Regions from separate parts of the Hordeum vulgare genome. Here all the other regions are linked to region 2. The links are chromatin contacts, called in public Hi-C maps. All regions are on one chromosome and are shown on one strand. The core of a region is the stretch at or near the end of the contact, and the rest is flanking DNA. Distances in the headings are between cores, read along the strand shown. Region 1 holds the start of LOC123411366 (thaumatin-like protein 1). Region 2 holds the start of LOC123410356 (E3 ubiquitin ligase BIG BROTHER-related-like). Region 3 has its middle 140 kb from the start of LOC123408494.

Evidence for each region. Hi-C and Micro-C count contacts between places; a contact is called where the count stands out from the background.
Region 1: a contact with region 2 is called in a Hi-C map of leaf, with 3 times the contacts expected there. The contact joins the promoter of LOC123411366 here to the promoter of LOC123410356 in region 2. A contact is called at or near these places in 3 of 6 Hi-C or Micro-C datasets (leaf and seedling) and 1 of 1 datasets of contacts at active chromatin or transcription factors (embryo).
Region 3: a Hi-C map of leaf shows a contact between it and region 2, with 5 times the contacts expected there. The contact joins the enhancer-like site here to the promoter of LOC123410356 in region 2. A contact is called at or near these places in 2 of 6 Hi-C or Micro-C datasets (leaf and seedling).

The regions. Positions count from the first base shown.
Region 1 is chr7H:236,668,189-236,672,426 of MorexV3_pseudomolecules_assembly, forward strand. LOC123411366 (thaumatin-like protein 1) reads left to right here and starts at 1,856. Exons shown (of 3, transcript XM_045104294.1): 1 at 1,856-2,167; 2 at 2,297-2,972; 3 at 3,437-3,992. The coding sequence starts at 2,098. The coding sequence ends at 3,650.
Region 2 is chr7H:235,942,325-235,947,094 of MorexV3_pseudomolecules_assembly, forward strand. LOC123410356 (E3 ubiquitin ligase BIG BROTHER-related-like) reads left to right here and starts at 3,332. Exons shown (of 7, transcript XM_045103285.1): 1 at 3,332-3,661; 2 at 3,748-4,048; 3 at 4,142-4,194. The coding sequence starts at 3,467.
Region 3 is chr7H:235,291,100-235,295,551 of MorexV3_pseudomolecules_assembly, forward strand. No RefSeq gene overlaps it. Among protein-coding and RNA genes, the nearest start is that of LOC123408494, 140 kb to the left of the region's middle. Within about 2 kb of position 2,097, at least 3 of the 3 cell types and tissues checked have open chromatin away from gene starts, as enhancers often do. A contact at or near this core is called in leaf and seedling, where this site is marked.

The DNA.
Region 1 (4,238 bases), core at 606-3,105, 720 kb after region 2:
AGGTGACTTTTGGGACGTTGATGTCCACGTAGGGTCTTGGGCACGCCTAGGGATGCAGGTCCGTAGGACTACCCCTAATGTACAACCCCGTCAGGGCCCGTTCACCACTATCCATCCCAGCCTTATCCTCTTCCTTTCTCGTCTACTTCATTGTTCCCCATCCTCTCTCTCTCTCATTTTTTACAAGCTTGGCAGGGAAAGAGAGGGGCTCAATCCAATGCATGACCAATGGGGGAAGGTGCGCATCCCACCGCAAACACCAACCACTTCCCCAAGCCAAACAAGACTAGCCTTGTTGCCGCATGCGGGGAAAGGTACGTGTCGCCGATCTGCAATAATGTCGTTGCATCTGCTTTAATCAGGCTGCGGGTACTGTAGCGAGGGTCACATCGGTGCTGAGTTATTGGGGCCACCTGTGCTGCGGTGCACCATTATGGGGGTTGCCGGTGTTGCTATGCCACATCGCCGGGGGTAGCTGGTGTTTCTATGCAGCATCGACGGGGCCACTAGGGCTGCGATATGGCGTCGTCGGGGTTGTCGATATTGCTATGCAACATCACCCATGATGCATTGGAGCTGCGCCGGGTCATTGAAGTTGCGATGGGGACGGAATCGACTCCGTCGGGGCTGCAATGAACCTTTGTCGGTGCTGCATTGAAGCTTTCTTCAGAGCTGTCGCACTCGGTATTGCCATGGACCAGCCCCTGGTGGCTCCCGATGCCGCGATGCAGCAAACGTCGGCGATTCCGTCCACCTGCAACACTGGTGGTGTTGCAACACAACACACTGGTGGCGACCGCGAGAGTTGAGAGAGATGCTCCGGTTTGTGTTTGGGCGAGCGCAACCGCGATAGCAGCAACAGGGCCTCCTTGCTGTAGCGGAGCACATCGCTGTCTTGAGAGGAGCCGCGTGGGTGTCAAACTGAACGAGATCACATGAGAGAAAACACGAGCCGTCTTTGCTAAGATTGATCAACCATGAGTGTGGGATCTAAGGAAAACGATTAAAATCTATCGGTTGATCCCACGAGCGCGTAAGCCGCCTCCACTAAGCGACACGTGCCTCTGTTGCTCACGGCTACCGCTCTGTTTCTACAGAGCATCTCCCTCTTCCTCTCCCTTCTGTCTTTTTCACGCGTGGACAGAGGAAATCCCCCCATGACGAGCACCACAGCTGATGCCGCCTGCTGCAACCAAAGTCGCACCGCCCCCCTCCCCCCCGAAGCCCGGCCTTGCTCTTCTCCCTCGAAATCGCTGCCCTTTGCCTAATCTTCCTCCCAATGGGAACTGTCGCTCCATGTCCCGTGGATCTCATCGTTGACCACTACCGAAACTGCAAGCCAGCGATGCAGCAACTCGTTGATTGTTGCCGACGCTGCGGGGGCTGCAGCGGAGCTTCGGTTGGAGCTCCGCCGGGGCTGCAATGGAGCTCAGCCGGAGTTTACATGGAGCTTCGGCGGAGCCGTCGACGTTGCATTGGAGCTCTGTCAGGTCTTCAATGGAACTCGACCGGAGTTGCGATGGAGCTTCATCGGACTCGTCGGCGCTGCATTGAAGCTCCGCCAGTGCTGCAATAGAGCTTGGTCGGAGTGTCGGTGTTGCGTTGAAGCTTCATCGGAGCTGCAATGAAGCTTGCCGGACACACTCAGTACTGCGTTGCAGCTCCGTTGAAGCTTCGATGACGTTGTGTTCAAGCTGAGGTGCTCGTTGCTACCACGGAGCTGTTGGGATCCAACGATCATCAACACGCTAATCTAAGGGTTGAAAAATCATCGAGCTGATTTGTAGCAGCCCCGGAGATGTAATGACTCTTTGGGCGGATGATCATCCGGCTGCAGCGGAGAAAAAAAATGAGCGAGCCGGTGACCGCGGTCGGTCGTGCCCACTTCGCACCTCCACTCCTCTCCCCCCTCAGCCCCTCTACAACGGAACCGCCGCCATCTCCCACCACACGGCCGCCTTTTCCTCCGCGTAGCCTCCCCACCATATTCCACTCCCGCAAGCTCGCCACTCACCAAGCTCCTCCTCCACAGCAAAGCAAGAGCGCGGCTTCATTGGTTTCGCCCTCAATTCGAGAGTCAGTCTTGGAAGGCCTGCCATGGCTCAGCCGTCGCTGCTCCTCGGCTCTCCGGCATCGATCGTCCTCCTCCTTCTCTCCTTCTTCCAAGGTATCGATCCATCTGTTAGTGCTTGCGGAAGTGGTATTCTCGTCGGATTGGTCGTGATTTGGAGGCCAGTTTGGTTTTCGATTTGGTGAGCTGAGTGTGTTCGGATTTGTGTATTTTTGCGGCGTGCAGGGCCGGTGGCAGGCGCCATCACCTTCACCTTCGCCAACCGGTGCACGGACACGGTGTGGCCCGGGTTGCTCTCGGGCTCCACCTCGCCGCCGCTGGAGACCACCGGCTTCGCGCTCTCGCCGGGCCAGTCGCGCTCGCTCTACGGACCGACCGGGTGGTCGGGCCGCTTCTGGGGGCGCTCTGGCTGTAATTTCAACGGCGGCAAGGGCACCTGCGTCACGGGGGACTGCGGCTCCGGCGAGATAGAGTGCCGAGGCGCCGGGGCCACCCCGCCCGCCACGCTCGCGGAGTTCACCCTCGACGGCGACGGCGGGAAGGACTTCTACGACGTCAGCCTCGTCGACGGTTACAACCTGCCCATGCTCGTGCAGCCGTCTGCGCCTGGGTGCTCCAACACCGGGTGCCTCGTCGACCTCAACGAGCGCTGCCCCTCCGAGCTCCGCTCCGGCGGCGGCCTCGCCTGCCGCAGCGCCTGCGAGGCCTTCGGCAAGCCCGAGTTCTGCTGCAACGGCGCCTACGGGAACCCTGACACGTGCCACCCCTCCCAGTACTCGCAGCTCTTCAAGTCAGCGTGCCCCAAGTCCTACAGCTATGCCTACGACGACGCCACCTCCACCTTCACCTGCAACCACACCGATTACACCATTACCTTCTGCCCGCAGTCCAATCCTTACAGGTACCTTCCTCTGAATAGTTTCTGATGCTATGACAGTACACTACGACCTTGTTCAAATCATAGTGTTGCAGATCTGAATCTGATTCAACTACAATGATATTTTCCCTGGGCTAGAAAATATAATGAGATTTTGATTTGGAATGGGGAACTGGGAATGGGGAAAGAAGAGAAAGTCACAAAGTTAGGCTTTGAGCATGGAAAAGAAGCTTTGATTGATTGAGTTGATCTTTCTTTCGCTTTTGTTCCATCCCCACCTTGCATGTGGGTCTTGGCGAGAAAGTTACAATGGCCTACTTGGAAGTTGGAACCTGGAAAAGCAAGAACGCGTGGAACTGCTCGTGATCTCACATTTAACTCACCATGGCTGATCCCTTACCACTGGCATTAGGTTATGGTTTAACTGGCTCGGAATTCCTATGCAATTTGAGTCTCTAATTAGATCAATCACTTTTAACGCTTCGCAGTGGCAAACCGAACAAGCACGCATTGCGGAAGCCGAGCCATGAGCAGCTTGAAGACGACGTGTGGCTAGCTTCTTTGAAGAAAACCAGCGGCGCCGGTGGAGGCACCATGGCATCATGGTCGGCGACCGGAGGTTTCCAAGCCGCCCTGGCAATTGCTGTGGTGGTCGTTCTTGCCACGGCACAGGGGTGTAATCCTCCTTTCAGCTTGCTATGACTCACTAGGAGCTATCCGGAGAGTTTTTTCAGGATCAAAAGAGGATCAGAGCACTGGAGGAAGAGACGTCGATAGCGTGTTCTTTAGTCCTTTTTGCTTGTTGATAGAGAACATGATGCGTCCTCAAGTTGGCAATTATAGTTGTAGTCTCATTTCGCATTGCTTTATGGCCTTTTCAAAAACATTGTTCTTCTTCCCATCATATTCTTTGTGCATAATTCTTTTTTTGGGATCTTGGTCAATGAGAAATTCAGAGATGCAGGACTGTCACAATCATCCCATTTTTAAGGGTTATTGGCGATTCTTTTGGGAAACTTCCCGGAGAATCAGCTTTCCTCAGAATCAGCTGTGTTCTTTTCTGAAATTATGGTATGAGATTATAGGATGAGTCGCGTGATGAAATGCCTGTAATGTCCTTATCTAGCACCATTCATCCATCTATCTAGGAAAAAACTAGCACCATTCATCCATCTATCAAGCAAATCCATCTGGAGGACTGCGGAAGCACATCCGGCGGAGGACGGCAAGGGCCGTCGGGATGGAGGACTGCAGGGCGTCAGGCTAGCGGGGCGGAGGACTGCAGGGCCA
Region 2 (4,770 bases), core at 2,082-4,581:
TCACACTTCGAAGTCTTCAGTCAGTTTTTCTTCAGGACACACCGAATTCCTCATCTTCAACATCTTCACGAGGAATATCAATTTCATCGCAATTTGTTCGCGATCAAAGTCTTAAAGATTAGGCCAATTTCTTCAACCGAAGACATACATTTTAGGGGTTGATATTCATCGTATAACTTAAACTCCTCAACAACTTATAGAGCCCGTGTACACTTATAAACACATTAGTTACTTAACCTATAAGTCTTCAAACCACCAAAATCACTAAGGGCACTAGATGCACTTACAGGCACATCACAAACATGTCATATACTGTTGACGCCGTCTCCAATGCTAACATTATTTTTTAACAGTGACGCCATATTAATGGCGTCGGGTGTCCACGCCAACGAGACGTTTTGCCATGCCATAACTAGGCTTTTGTGCACTAGTGTTTATTTGGCATGCCTAAATGAAGCTCCTACATCATGATTATATTGTGGGGCACTATCTTTGTGATAGTATCCATCCTCGATGGATGATTTGGGTCTATATCATCTCTGAGCCAAAGGGTAACAAAATAATACACTTTGTTCAAAAATGAGTTATAAGTGATGTAGACAAGGCTTTTGGAATAATTCAAACCCATTTTGCAATAGTTTGCGGACCTGCTAAACTATGATGTGTAAAGGCACTATGAAAGGGGATGACAACGTGTATGCGTAACATTATTATGAAGGATGAGGATGAAGTTCATGCACAATATGATTATGAAGGACGAGAATGAATTTTGCCAAGGTGTGAAGTTTCAAGAGTTGGGTGATCATGTCGAGCTTCTAGAGCAGAATCCGATGACGTTTAAGTATTTTCTCCTAATGTCTCATGAAATTCGTAATCAAGAAACTCACGACCAGCTTCAGAATGATATGCTTAAGCATCGATGGGCGTCCGTAGGGAAAAAATCGAAACATGTGTGTGAGAAGTTAAATTCAAATCTAAAGTATTTTATTACAATTTTTTATTTATAAATTGTAATAATACTCCATCTGTCCTAAAATAAACGTCCTATTTACCCCAAAGCTAGTATAAAGTTATACTAAATCAACTACACTTATTTTGGGATGAAGAGCGTATATATCTGAACTATCATTGCATTGAAATATTTATCTTTCAACTATGGAAGAATTGTTCTATTTATGTTTGATTATTTTCAGTACTCCGGGCATATGAATAAGGGAGTGCCTAGAACTCAGCTAGCTGAGATTTTCTATGGTCTCATTCACATAATATTATTGTATTTTGTGTATATCCCGTTTGTTTTCTTTAGCCCATCATTTTATTCTTTTGGGTTGACATGTCATATTTTTGGTTGTTGTTGTTATGGGTCTCATCTAACCGGTCCAATAACTACTCGTTCAGTTTTTATTGATGTACGTTATATTTTTTTTAAAGAAATCGGTGATAGAGAAAAAAAATAAGCAAAAAAGTTTACGTAATATCTTGTTAGCTTCAACTACTCTGACCACCAAACATTCTTGTACAAAGAAGTAGTGTGTCTTTATTATATGAATCGTGATGTAATAATTTGTTTTTTCTTAATAAAAAACAACTTGATTCTAGCTTTTTCATGTAATTGTTGCACAAATAAAATTTACAGTTGTGACCCGTTTGTGAATACTTGTAGTTGCGATCCGACTATGAATACTTGCAATTGTGACCCGACTATGAATACTTGCAATTGCGACCCGACTATAAATACTTGCAATTACGACCTAACTTCGAATACATGCAGTTGCGATCCGACTATGAATACTTGCAATTGCGACCCGACTATAAATACTTGCAATTACGACCTAACTTCAAATACATGCAGTTGCGACCCGACTATGAATACTTGCAATTGCGATCCGACTATGAATACTTGCAATTGCAACCCGACTATAAATACTTGCAATTATGACCCAACTTCGAATACATGCAGTTGCGACCCGACTATGAATACTTGCAATTGCGACCCGACTATAAATACTTGCAATTACGACCTAACTTCAAATACATGCAGTTGCGACCCGACTATGAATACTTCCAACTGCGACCCGGCTATAAGTACTTGCAATTACGACCTAACTTCGAATACATGCAGTTGTCATCCGACTATGAATACTTGCAATTGCGACCCGACTATGAATACTTACAATTGCGACCCGACTATGAATACTTGCAATTGTGACCTGACTTCGAATACATGCACCCGACTATGAATACTTGCAATTGCGACCCGACTATGAATACTTGGAACTGCGACCCAACTATAAATACTTGTAATTACGACCTAACTTCGAATACATGCAGTTGTCATCCGACTATGAATACTTGCAATTACGACCCGACTATGAATACTTACAATTGCGACCCGACTATGAATACTTGCAATTGCGACCTGACTTCGAATACATGCAACCGACTATGAATACTTGCAATTGCGACCCGACTATGAATACTTGCAACTGCGACCTCACTTCGAATACATACAATTGTACCCTACTTTGAAATACTTACAGTTGCGGCCACATTTTAAATCTTGTAGTTGCGATCCGATTATGAATATTATTGGCATTAATATAAAATGGAAAACAAAAAGAATACACCAAATCATTAAATAAAACAAGGGCTAAAAAGTAAAAAAAATAGAAAGTAAAAATAAATAAATAATGAAAGCCTAAATAGACAATTTTATAATATAAGGTAACAAATGAATATTAAGTTAAATGAAATGAATACACTTATTTATGAAAGGGAAAGAGTGGAATAAATTTCTACTTAATAGTGAATAATAAAAATAAAAATAACAATTAATTAAGAAAACAACAATTAATCAGTCGAAAAATCTGAAAAGGGGAGTTATTACAAAAGAGCTGACCTTGGCAGCTACGGTCAACAAATGACAATAACAAGATTCAAGAAAATAAAGCAAATGACCATAACATGTAAACAAGCTAGGAACTATTCACATGGCCAGCCTCCTGTACTATGCGCATGGCCAACTCTGTAGACAAAAAGCAAAACTGAGCACTCATGCAGCTGGTTTTGTACGAGACGAGAGGTGCGTCGCTCGAAGGACACAACTCGTAGCGATAATACAATAACAATCGAACGGTTAAAAAGTGACTGAGACCATAATTAAAACTCAGCTAACTGAGTTACAGCAAAACCGTATGAATAAAACTTAGCGCGCACACATTTGAAGCAGAACGTTTAAAAGTATGACTCGGTCCCAGCCAGATACCTCCTGTTTCAGGTTTTTTAAGAAAAAAGATACCTCCTGTTTAAACCCACGGCAAAACGTTGGCCTCGTCCTCATATAGCTACCGCGTGCGCGTGCGCCTGAGCTTGATTAACGTTGCCACTATTGAATTTCTGTTTCCTTTTCGTCCTCCCCTTCTCCTTCTCGTCTCCGATCCCTAACCGCTCCTTCTCTCCCTCCCCCATGGAGGGCCCCAAGGGAAACGGCGGCGAGAAGCCCAGCGCGGACCAAAACCATAGCCCCAATACTCCCGCCGCAGCCGGGGCCGGAGGGGACGACGTGTCGGCTGCGGCGGCGGCGGCTGTAGGGAGGCGGCCGTTCACCGCCTTAAGCCAGGAGGAGGCCGACCTCGCCCTCGCGCGCGTCCTCCAGGAGCAGGTAAGCGTCCAGATCTAGCGGGGTCGGTTCCGCCGCCTATGCTTCGTGGTTTAATTAATCTGGGGTTGGTGCGCTTGGTGCCGCAGGAGCGGGCGTACATGATGCTGAGCGCGCACGGCGGGGACGGCAGCGAGTACGATGCCTCGGACGCTGGGAGCTACGACTACTACGACGAGGAAGAGGAAGGGATCGAAGGCGACAAGGGGAGCGACTACGAGGAGGAGGGGGTACTACCCAACGATGACGACGAGGAGGTGGGCGACGCGGAGGGGGCCGAATTGGACCCCGCGCGGTACGAGGACGACGAGGCGTATGCGCGGGCCCTGCAGGATGCCGAGGAGCGCGAGGTCGCCCAGCGGCTCATGGCGCTCGCTGGGATCACTGATTGTGAGTGCAAGAGACAGGGCTTTTCCAAATTCAGTCACGTTTTCTCCCGCTCCCATTTGGGGATGTTGATTAGTCTCTTTTTTCTTTCAGTAGGGGAAGAGATGGAGCATGATGAGGAAGATGAGGAAGATGGGGATAGCGCACAGGTGACCGTGCATTCCGTTATTACGATATACTACTACAATGTTTATTGATTTATGCGTATGCTTAGGCAACCATGCAGCTTTTCTGTCAAGATTAGAATTTACATATTTTATTCAGGATAGCTTCAAATTTGTGTTTAACTAAAATCATATGCGCTAGTTTAGTTTGTCGGCCCAGTTTTTCAACCTGGATAATAGCTGAATGTTTCAAACACATATCAGTTAATTGCTCATGTTAGGATTTGCATTTTATCTTCATTATTTCCTTCTACGCATCCTCTATGCATTTTGCAGTGGTCTAGAATAAATAATTTTAATGCCATCGAGTAGATTCAGTGCTTGGTACCTTAAACTTAGAACAGCTCTATATGTGCTAAAATAAATGCGGATTGGGTTAGCACGATCGTATGTTTGCACCTTCATCCCATTGTTCGCCGTTTGTGACAGAAGGCTGGTATAGAATTTGGAATGTAATTTTCCTGTTTTTTCAGCAAGGAAGGGAAATCATCCTAGCCTTTGCATCCACAAATGCACACATCCATATCGTTATTAGAGTTTTGAATGGAATTTTCCTTTCCT
Region 3 (4,452 bases), core at 847-3,346, 650 kb before region 2:
GAACCGGTTTTTTGTTTTTTTCTTTCTTTATTTTTTTCTTTTTTGTTTCTGTCCCAAAAATTGTTTTGGATTTCCCAAAATTGTTCTTCAAATTCAAAAATTTGTTTTGGATTTTAGAAAAACGTTCTGGATTTTCAAAATATGTTTGGGATTTTCAAAAAATGTTCTTCAAATTCTAAAAATGTTTTATATTTTTATAAAAATATTCTGAATATTCAATAAATGTTATGTTTCCATGTTTCGTTCGAGAGTTTTGAAAAAAGTGTTCTGCTTCAAAAATTGTTTGAATTTTAAAAAAATGTTCAAGTTTCATTTCGTTGTGGAGTTTCAAAAATGTTCACATGCAAAAGTTGTTCATGTGTCCAATTTTTTTTTTGGAATTTGAAAAATCTTCCTGTTTTTTGAAAAAAAAAATCTTGTTCAGTTTTTTGGGTGCTTTAAAAGATGTTCCCGTTTTAAAAAAATGTCCGCTTCTCCAAAATTCTTTTGCGTGTTTAAAAAATGTTTGAGTTTCATTTGATAAAACATTCAGGTTTGTTTTCGAAAAAAGAATTGCGGTCAGTTTTTTTGAAGACATTCGAATTGGCTTTTAAGTTTCTTAAGGTTTTGTGATGTTCAATAAACATGAAAGCTCGCTAGCTCGAGTCGCTAGAATCATATCCTCTGAAGCAGGCGGTGTTGCGATTGAAACTTGACAACGCATCCTTTTTCATTACTACCGTATCTACTTTTCGTTAGCGAGATGGGCGGGCGTAATCAAGAAAGCCGCTTGTGCATGCGGTCGATACTGTGCCGCACAAAGAGGCAAATAGGAGGCCCCGAAGAATAGCACCCCTAGCGCACATCCCTTCAATCATATGTGTATCTAAATGAGCCGGCCAATGTATGTCTTTTTTGCTGGTTTATTTTAACCTCCCCATGTTTGTTGCACCATTTTTAACTCTATTTTTTCGAATATATGAGCCAAGGGGTCCATGCTGTATCCCTCGTTGCGAGAGGACCCATGCGTCTCGCCTAATGCGAGACATAGGCGGGGCGGAGCACCCCTCGCGCACACTCCTCCACATCATTTGTGTATCTAAATGGACCGGCCAATGTAGGTATTTTTCGTTCATTTATCTTAACCTTCGTATGTTTGTTTTGATGATTATTATAAATGGTTTGTTCTCTCGATTTTCCTACAACATTGGTTTTGCATGTTTTCTCCTTCCGTTTTCATTTTTTATTTTTGCTTTATTTTTTATTTTTTATTTTTTATTTTTTATTTTCCTTTCTTTTCAATTTTCATTTTTATCAGATTCATGAACTTATCACAAATGCGCGAACTTTTCCCAAATTTATTTTTTCCAAAAGTTTACAAACCTTCCACATTTCAAAATAAAAAAAACAACAAGAAAAACCCAAAAAGTAAATAACTGGTTAAGAAAAGCTCTAGAAGGTTCCCAATACCAGACATGAACCTTCCAGAAGGTTACCGTAACTAGTCCGCCCGAATACTTCGCTCGGTCTAGGGTCGTTAGATCGCTTCACTTGGTTACTAGTGGGTCGGGCCGTGTAGGGTCATCACTGGGCAACACAAGGCTTAGGCTCGTCTTAATGAGAGTATCATATGTAGTATCATTCATGCCAACTATACAATTTTAATGAGGTGACATAGAATTAAATAAAGAAAAAGAAGGTTGAGTATCATATCATGATACTGTATCATATTAAATTATGTACTACAATGTGTCATGCATGATAATAAATGACTATCCTATGATACTATGCACTACGGATGTAGTATTGTACACGAGTATCATCTGCATGATACTAATATATGCTACTCTCCAGACAGGCCTTAGATGTTAGAACAAATAGCATTTTGGGCGTCAAATAGGAGTGCTCCTAATCATTGCACTTTGCGCCAATTGACAAACCAACACGCGTATCCCCTACTTGCCTATATCTACGGCCGTATCTACTTGTCGCTAACGAGATGGGCGAACGTAATCGAGAAAGAGAAAGCCGCTTGTGCATGCGGTCGATAGTCTGCCGCACAGAGCGGCAAATAGGAGGTCCCAAAGCGTCCCTAGCGCACACCCCTCCAATCATATGTGTATCTAAATGGGCCAGCCAATGTGTCTTTTTGCTGGTTTATTTTAACCTTTTAATGTTTGTTGCACCATTTTTAACTCTATTTGTCCAAATATATGAGCCAAAGGGTCGATACTGTATCCCTCGTAGTGAGAGATCCCGTGTGTCTCGCTTAATGCGAGACATAGGCGGGGCGGAGCTGGAGCACCTCTGGCTCACACCCCTCCGCATCATTTGTGTATCTAAATGGACCGGCCAATGTAGGTCTTTTTTGTTGTTTCTTAACCTTCCTATGTTTGTTTTGATAATTGTTATACGTGGTTTGTTCTCTTGATTTTCCTAAAACATTGTTTTGCATGTGTTTCTCCTTCTGCGTGATACGTGGTTGGAACAAATAGCATTTTGGGTGTCAAATATGAATACTCCTAATCATTGCCCTTTGCGCCAATTGACAAACCGGCACGCATATCTCCTACTTGCGTGTATTGGCGATCAGTTCATCCTGCTTCCTTCACTCGATTGCTGGTTAACTCCATCAGAGTTGACCTTTGACTTTCTAAAAAGAGTTTAGAAATGAAAAAAATTCCATAGATTTTTAAAAGTTTGCAAATTCAAAAGAGTTCTTGAATTTTGGAAAAAACATTCATAGGATTTTCTTTATAAAATCATGAATTTGAAAAATGTTTACAAATTTGAAGAAAAATTCGTGAATTTGGAAAAAGTTCATGGATTTGAAAACTTGATGAATTTAAAATAATGCCTAGTAATTTGGAAAAATCTGGATGGATGAATTGGCGCCAAGCTTTTGGCATGCTTTGAGACAAGAGAGTGCCACAAAATCTATAAGAGAAGTTTTATAGGACGACAATTTGACATGTAATGCTGTATGACATTGAGTGTTAGCCTATTAAAAGGCGACATGTTCAACACTTAGGACTAACGAAGATGCACATGTTGAGATGGATGTGTCGCCACACGATAAAACCAAATACAAAATAAAGATATATGAGATAGAGTTGGGGTAGCACCGATTGAAGAGAATCTTCTCCGACATCTTGTGAGATGGTTTGGACATATTTAACATGGGCCTACAGAAGCTGTAGTTCGTAGTTTAGAACTAAAGCGTGCTCATAATGTCAAGAGAGATCGGGACACAAAGAACTTGACGTGGGAGCAATCGTAAAAAGAGATATGAAGGTTTCAAGTATCACAAAATAACTAGCCATGAATGGAGATGCGTGGAAACTTATTATCCATGTGCCAGAATCATGAGTTGAACGTGAAATTTTATGGGTTTTAGCTCTAACTTACCCCAACTTGTTTGGGATTAAAGGCTTTGTTGTTGTTGTTCTCTAATGTTTTAAAAAATCATAGATTTAAAAATGTTCACAAATATTAAATATCATGGATTCAAAAAAATTCATAGATTTAAAAACATCAGTTCAAAAAAGTTAATGAATTTGAAAAAGTTCATCAATACGAAAAAAACTAAAAGGGATAATTAGATTTATGCCCCTAGTTGTGTCCCACTCGGCTGTTTTACCCCTAATTTTAAAAAGTCACCGGTTTTGTCCAAGTCACTCCGCTCCTCTTATGATTTTGCCCTTTGACCGTTTGACCGTCAGTTTAAAAACTTCACAACTAATTCATACTAAATCAGAAAAATGCAAATAAGATACCAAAATGTTTGAAAAAACATCACCTATATGTAGTGTCATTTGCATTCATGACAAAGGTGTTGGAAAGTGCCCATCCGAGTTTTAGCTCTTATGATACCATCATGAATAGTAAAATATAAAAAAATCAAAAAATTCTAAAAAATATTTGGTGGCAAAGAATGACAAATGTTTTAAGTGTTTGACAGGTTTCATTAGGGAATGACATTCGTGGAAGTCATGGCAAAAAAAATCTATTTTGAAGTGATTATTAATTCTTTTACCACGACTTCCATGAATGTCGTTCGCTGATGAAATTTGGCAAGGACTTAACACATTTATCATTCTTTGCCATCATTTTTTTAGATTTTTTATATTTTTTTAGATTTTACTATTCATGATGGTATCATAAGAGCTAAAACTCGGATGAGCACTTTCCAACACCTTTGTCATGAATGCAAATGATACAAACATATATCTGATGTTTTTCCGAACATTTGGTATCTTATTTGCATTTTTATGATTTAGTATGAATTAGTTATGAAGTTTTCAAATTAACAGTCGAACGGTCAAAGCGCAAAAGTATAAGAGGAGCGAAGTGACTTGGACAGAACCAATAATTTTTGGAAACTAGGGATAGAACAACCGAGTGAGACACAACTAGGGGCATAAGTATAATTATCCCAAAATAAATAGAATACCTAAAAGTAAAAAATATAAT